Regions from separate parts of the Gossypium arboreum genome. Here region 2 is linked to region 1. The links are chromatin contacts, called in public Hi-C maps. All regions are on one chromosome and are shown on one strand. Each heading gives the region's core, a stretch centred on a gene start, on an enhancer-like site or on the middle of the called end of the contact. The rest is flanking DNA. Distances are from core to core; before and after follow the strand shown. Region 1 holds the start of LOC108480933 (probable calcium-binding protein CML27). Region 2 holds the start of LOC108457077 (phosphoethanolamine N-methyltransferase 1-like).

Region 1 (3,152 bases), core at 235-2,734:
TAGATTCTAATTTTGTCAAATCGTAATCGTTAAGACTTGTTTTTTTCAATTTCTTTACATTACCAATAGTATTTTTGTCCAAAGTCGATATTAAAGTTTTTCTTTAAATTTTTTTTTATTTAAACAACATATTAATTATTGTTGCTTTTTTTTCAATAAAATTTGAGCCAACATGGTCGCTATGTGTACAAAGTAATTCATCTTATTATTTGCATCGATTTGAACTTGTCATGACAATTTCATTAATGGAAAAAAAACGACATTGTTATAGATAGGACCAAAATTGTTAAATCCATAGACAAATTAAATATTAACAAAAAAAAATAGACAAGTTAATTATTAATATGTAGTTTGAAGATGATTTTTTTCGGCTAAATTATAATAAAAAAAGGAAGGATAAATTACACCAATAGTTACTCAACTTTGATTTCAATAACAAAACAAGCACTCAACTTTCAACTCAGTCACTCAGCTTTTAAAAAATAACAAATCAGTCACTAACATTATCGAAAAGTAACAAATCAGTCACCCATTAACATTTTTTGTTATAGGCCTAACGAAATAGGTGGTGTAGTTAGTTAACTAGCTGACGTTGTCAGTTAACTTGCCGCGTTATACATAAGTTGGACATGAACTAAAAAAATAATTTCTTTTTCATTTATGCTCAATAATCCTTTCTATTTCCTCCCACTTTCTTTCACTTTCCAAGCAACCAATCAAACTAAAAAAGAAAAGCATAAGAAAAACAATTAAAACAGAAAAATCAAATTAATTTATACTGAAAACAAACAAAACTAACCATCAACAGCGGTGTTCTGAGCCTTACAAACTACACGTCCGACTCAACTCGGATCCTGATTGTCAATCTGGATGACTGAGTCAGCGATGTCAACCTGGGTTTAATTTTGAGACCACAAAATTTCGAAAATCTTATGGATATTCTCCAATCAAAAAGAAAAGAAGGGGCAGAGACAAGAACATTAGTCGGAATTGTGGAGGAAACCATGGGAAGAAGAAAAAAATTCAAAAGAAAAAGGTAAAAATTTCAAAAAGAGTGAAGGATTGGATAATAAATGAGTGCTTTTTGGATGATATGAAAGGAGAACACATGAAAACTTGGACTGTGACGATTGGGTTCTTAGAGTGAGGGATTGGACGATATAACCATTTCTTCTCTTCTTCTTCTTCTTCTTCTTTTTCTTCTACTGCCCAGCTAGAGTTCTTAAATGAGGCTGTTTAAATGACAACAAAACCTCCAACGTGCCCGATTAAATGATAGCAAGGACTCGAACATGGCCAATTAAATAACAAGTCACTTTTTCGTCATGTTTGTAAAGGAAAATAATTACTATGACTGATTTATCATTTTTAAAAATTAAGTAACTATTTTGTTATTAAAATCAAAATTGAGTGAGTATTTAATGTACTTTACCCTAAAATGAATAGGGTTAAAAGAAATTTAGTTGAATAAATGGGGGGGGGGGGGGGGTTTACAGAAACAAATTTCAAATTTCAAATAATAATGGGTATCATCACAAATTTACTTATTTTGCAGTTGTAATAAGGGTGAAGTGGTATGAGGAAGGGATAAAGTAGGATTATTAGAGTAGCATTTAACTGTTGTTCTGTTTTGCCTCCAGGCTTATAAAGCCCACCTCGACTTCCAAATCGGCTCCCACAATTACTCCATTTTCCTTTCTTTGAGGTTAAAGCAACCATGTCGGCAACTCCAACCCAGAAATCCTCCAACGTCAACCAGGAGGAACTCCAAAAAGTCTTCAACCAGTTCGACGCCAACAGGGACGGCAAGATCTCGGTGACGGAGCTCCGCGATGTGTTGAAATCAATGGGCTCCAGCATCACTGAGGAAGAACTCAAACGTGTCTTGGAAGACATCGACACCGACAAAGACGGCTTCATCAACCTCTCCGAGTTCTCCTCTCTCTTCCGGTCTTCATCCGATGAAGTCACCGCCGCCTTGGAGCTGCGCGACGCCTTCGATTTGTACGACCAGGACAAGAACGGCCTGATTTCGACGAGCGAGTTGCACCTGGTTCTGAATCAGCTAGGGATGAAGTGTTCGGTTGATGATTGTGTTAGGATGATCAAGTCCGTAGATTCAGACGGTGATGGCAATGTCAATTTCGAGGAGTTCCAGAAGATGATGAGTGCTTCCTTGGCGACTAATGGCAAAGGATCTAAGGCGTAGGATTCATAAATTTTTAATTGATTGAAAGAAAGGTAAGGCTTAGGCTTAGACCCTTAGGGCTGTGTTGTTTGTGTTTTGTTTCTTCATAAATAATTTCTTCATAACATATGAAATTGCCGTCTTCTTGAATTATTCTAAACTTCATGGAATCAAATAAAAAAATTGATTACGCTTACAATTACCCAGGGTGGGTTTCTTTTTATTTTCATTTTGCCTGCAATTTTGCTGTTTTTACATTTAGCCCCTACCAACCACCAACCCTTGGATTTAGGAGAAATAGTCTGGCTGTAACCAAATCAGATAAATCTTTAATTCAAACAGTACGCTAAATGTTTGAACATTTTGTCACCAATTCAAATTTCATCATATTTCTTTTCAATTTTATAATTTGGCTGTTGGGTACCGATTATAATTTATAAATTTTAAATTAATAATAGTAAAATTATATTTTACTTCTTAAAAATAATAAAATTTAATTTAAACTTTTAAAAATTATAAAATATAAACTATTAAAATAAAAAATTATATTTTTATTTTTTAAAATATAAAATTTAGTTCTGATCTTAATTTTTTTTCTAATTTCGTAATTTAGGATATTTTCTTCGATTGGAAATAAAGATTGTTAAAGACTCGTGTCAACTTTTATAGAACACAAATAATGTTTAGCATTTGCGAAGACAAGTAGGAATTTGTAAGAAGTGAAAAGGACACATAAAAGAAATTATTATTTCTATATTAAAGTGTAAAATAATTCATTCCAAATTGAAATTACAAACAAAGAAAATTAGACGGAAAAATAAATTAGTTTAAATTTTTGTATTTTAAAAAAAATTTTAACTCTACCAAAGTAATGAAGGAATAAAATTTATTTTTATTTCAATTTTTTTCTTTTCAAACACACCAATATATTGATATTTCTATGGTTTTGTTTTTCTATTCTTTC
Region 2 (3,152 bases), core at 295-2,794, 270 kb before region 1:
TCTTTTTAATTGATTATCCCCTATTTTAATATTACTAAGAGAAATAAATCTTTTTCTATGTTTTTAATTTAAATTTATAACACAACAATTTATTAAAAATACAATCTCTTTTATTTATTTAAAACAAACTTTATTTATATAGGTATATTTATGTTGGTCTAATTTATAAGCTTAAAATTTTGTTTAAATAGCATAAATTTGTAAATAATTAATACAAATTCGTTTTAAATATATTTATATATTTTAATTTTTATAAAAATATAATATTTTAATTTAATATTTAATATTTAATATTTAATATAATTTTTATCAAAAATATTAAATATAAAAGCTTAACATATATTTTTTAATATTTACAGTACAATATCGTCATATATTATTATAAATTAATTTCATGTAGTACATAAATATATGAAAATTTAGAAAGAGATTCATCAATACGGGTGTAAAACTATGCAAAATTAAAGTTATTCAAACGTGTTTGTGTATATATATATTGTTTAAACACATAGTTTGAAACTAATATTTTCATCCAAACTCTACCCTTATCGAATGAAATTTTGGACAGATGACACTATTAAGCTATTTTACTGCTTGATTTGTCGTCACACTTTGACCATTTGTGGAGTTAAAATTTATTTGGTATTTGAGAGAATTTGATTGAGTTAGAAAAATAAAATTTTAATCACATTGTATTCATGTAATGTATCATATGATTGAAAAAATAAACATGTTAAATTAAAAATTTTGATGAAACTACCAACAACAATAATAATTAGATTAGAATTTTTAAATTGAAAATAAAAAAATTAAAATTTTAACTTTTAAACTAAAATCTCAATTTTATACAAATTTAAGTACTAAGAGCACATTTTAACCCAAATTAAAAGTAAAATGAGCTTTTTAAGCATAATAAATTCTTTTATACCATCTCTAAACTAATTATAGGCTTTAGCTAATGAAGTCTTGGTTCAATTGGCAAAGGCGAAGCCCTTGAGCTTTGATTATTCTAGTTTGAGACTAATCATTTGCAATTATATGCATGAATCTCGAAGTTCCACTATGTGCAACTATCATGAGTTTAATTTAATTTGTTAACTATGCCAATTCTTAATATGATTGTAAAGTAATAGTTTAATTTTATTTTGTGATTGACAAAATATCTTACATATATTTTTATAATATTTATACCACTTAAAAAAACTATAAAATTTAAATCTTAAAACGAGATATTAGGAGCTTAAGCTTTTTTAACAAAAAAATGATATTAATAAAATTTTGAACACTATGGAGATAATAAGTTTTTTAAGAAAAAATTGATTGAGTCAGTTTACATTTGTGGCAATGGATTCAGTGTTAGTAATATATATATATTAAGCAAAATTAATACAGTTGAATGTAAATAAATTTGGATTCGGTTATACAAATCAGTATTTTTACGATTTTCTGATATTGATTTGATTTGATTTGTTTTGTCGTCTACCTAAACAGGCCTTAGATTTGTTAACATAATGCATTGATCCGACCCGACCCAAATTATAATCAGGTCTAGCATTTCCCCAGCCCTTACTCTATAAAAGGCGAGATGAAGCATTCTCAGTTTCCCGCACCAGAAGCAGTAGAAATTGGCAATTGCTGTGTGTGAGAGAGAGAGTGAGAGTAATAGTAGTATCAATAATTTGGCTTAGGTTGCATCTCTGTGTCTGATGCAACAGAGAGGAAGGACTAACAACCGTAGATCAAGGTCTTTCTCCAGATCTCGGCTTGCTGTCGAAGGATTTTAGTTCCCCTTTTCACTCCCCATTAAAAAATAAAAAAAATATCTTAAAAAAAAATCAATTCCTCTCAGAGCTCACTAGAGATCTTCTCTGTTAACCATGGCGGCTAACGGTGAGATCTCCACCTTCATATTGATCATTTCTTGCGTTGTTTTTTTCAACTTAGAACCAAAGGACAATTGGAATGGATTGACATTGTTTAATCAACATTTGCGAACCCACACATGGATCTCTCATCGACCTTTAACTAATATTTAAGAAGAAAATTTAAAATTTGATTGTTCTGTAAATTATATATAGGATTTGTAGGAGATGAACGCAAAGTTCAAAAGAATTACTGGATTGAACACTCGGTTGATCTTACGGTGGAGGCTATGATGCTCGACTCCAAAGCCGCTGATATTGACAAAGAAGAACGTCCCGAAGTAATATTTCCTTTCTTCCTTCCTTTTTGTTTTCTGCATTGTTTATTTTTTTCTTCATTAAGTTAATTTAACAAGTTCATTTTTAACTATATTTACAGTTTTAAATTTATTTCCTTTTTGGCTTTCATATTTAAGTAAAAATTGTTTATCTATTAATATCTTCAGTTGTTATCATGAAACCATAGTTTAATGAGCATTTATGCTTATTATTGCCTTTTAATTGTTGCTGCTGTTCTTTTGTACTTAATTTTAAACTTCAGTTGTTATTTAGATTCCTAAATTTCATTGTTGATATTTGCAGGTGCTCTCCTTACTCCCACCGTATGAAGGGAAAACCATTTTGGAACTAGGAGCTGGCATTGGTCGATTTACTGGTGACTTAGCTAAGAAGGCTGGTCATGTTATAGCATTAGACTTCATTGAGAATGTTATAAAGAAGGTCATTGAAACTCAACCTGACAGAAAATTTTTAGTTTGCTAATTAATAAGGGACTTGACTGGATTTCATTAATTGCAGAATGAAACCATCAATGGGCATTATAAGAACGTCAAATTCCTCTGTGCGGATGTCACTTCCCCTGATTTGGCTTTTACAGAAGGATCATTGGACTTGATTTTCTCAAACTGGCTGTTGATGTATCTCTCAGATAAAGAGGTGATTTTTGTTGCTTCTTCTTCAATAACATGGAAAAAAAAAAAAAAGAGAGTTCTTAGGGGCAAATTAGCTATTGATTTCAATTTTTTTTTACTTGCTGAATTCGGCTACCCCATTTTTGGCTTTCAAATTTCTAATAAAGCATATTTTTGAGTATATCTGTCTGAAAGTATTATTAAATGCAGGTTGAGAATTTGGCCGAAAGGATGCTCAAGTGGTTGAAGGTTGGTGGGCATATTTTCTTCAGGGAGTCTTGCTTTCATCAATCTGGTGATTGCAAGAGAAAGAACAACC

What was found. A called contact is a pair of places that touch in the nucleus more often than the background predicts.
Region 2: a Hi-C map of leaf shows a contact between it and region 1, with 3 times the contacts expected there. The contact joins the promoter of LOC108457077 here to the promoter of LOC108480933 in region 1. A contact is called at or near these places in 2 of 5 Hi-C or Micro-C datasets (both in leaf).

What each region holds. Positions count from the first base shown.
Region 1 is chr3:67,382,177-67,385,328 of ASM2569848v2, reverse strand. LOC108480933 (probable calcium-binding protein CML27) reads left to right here and starts at 1,484. Exons shown (of 1, transcript XM_017784084.2): 1 at 1,484-2,387. The coding sequence starts at 1,718. The coding sequence ends at 2,209.
Region 2 is chr3:67,648,501-67,651,652 of ASM2569848v2, reverse strand. It overlaps LOC108457077 (phosphoethanolamine N-methyltransferase 1-like), which reads left to right and starts at 1,544. Exons shown (of 12, transcript XM_017755899.2): 1 at 1,544-1,890; 2 at 2,079-2,203; 3 at 2,505-2,642; 4 at 2,721-2,858; 5 at 3,044-3,152. The coding sequence starts at 1,878.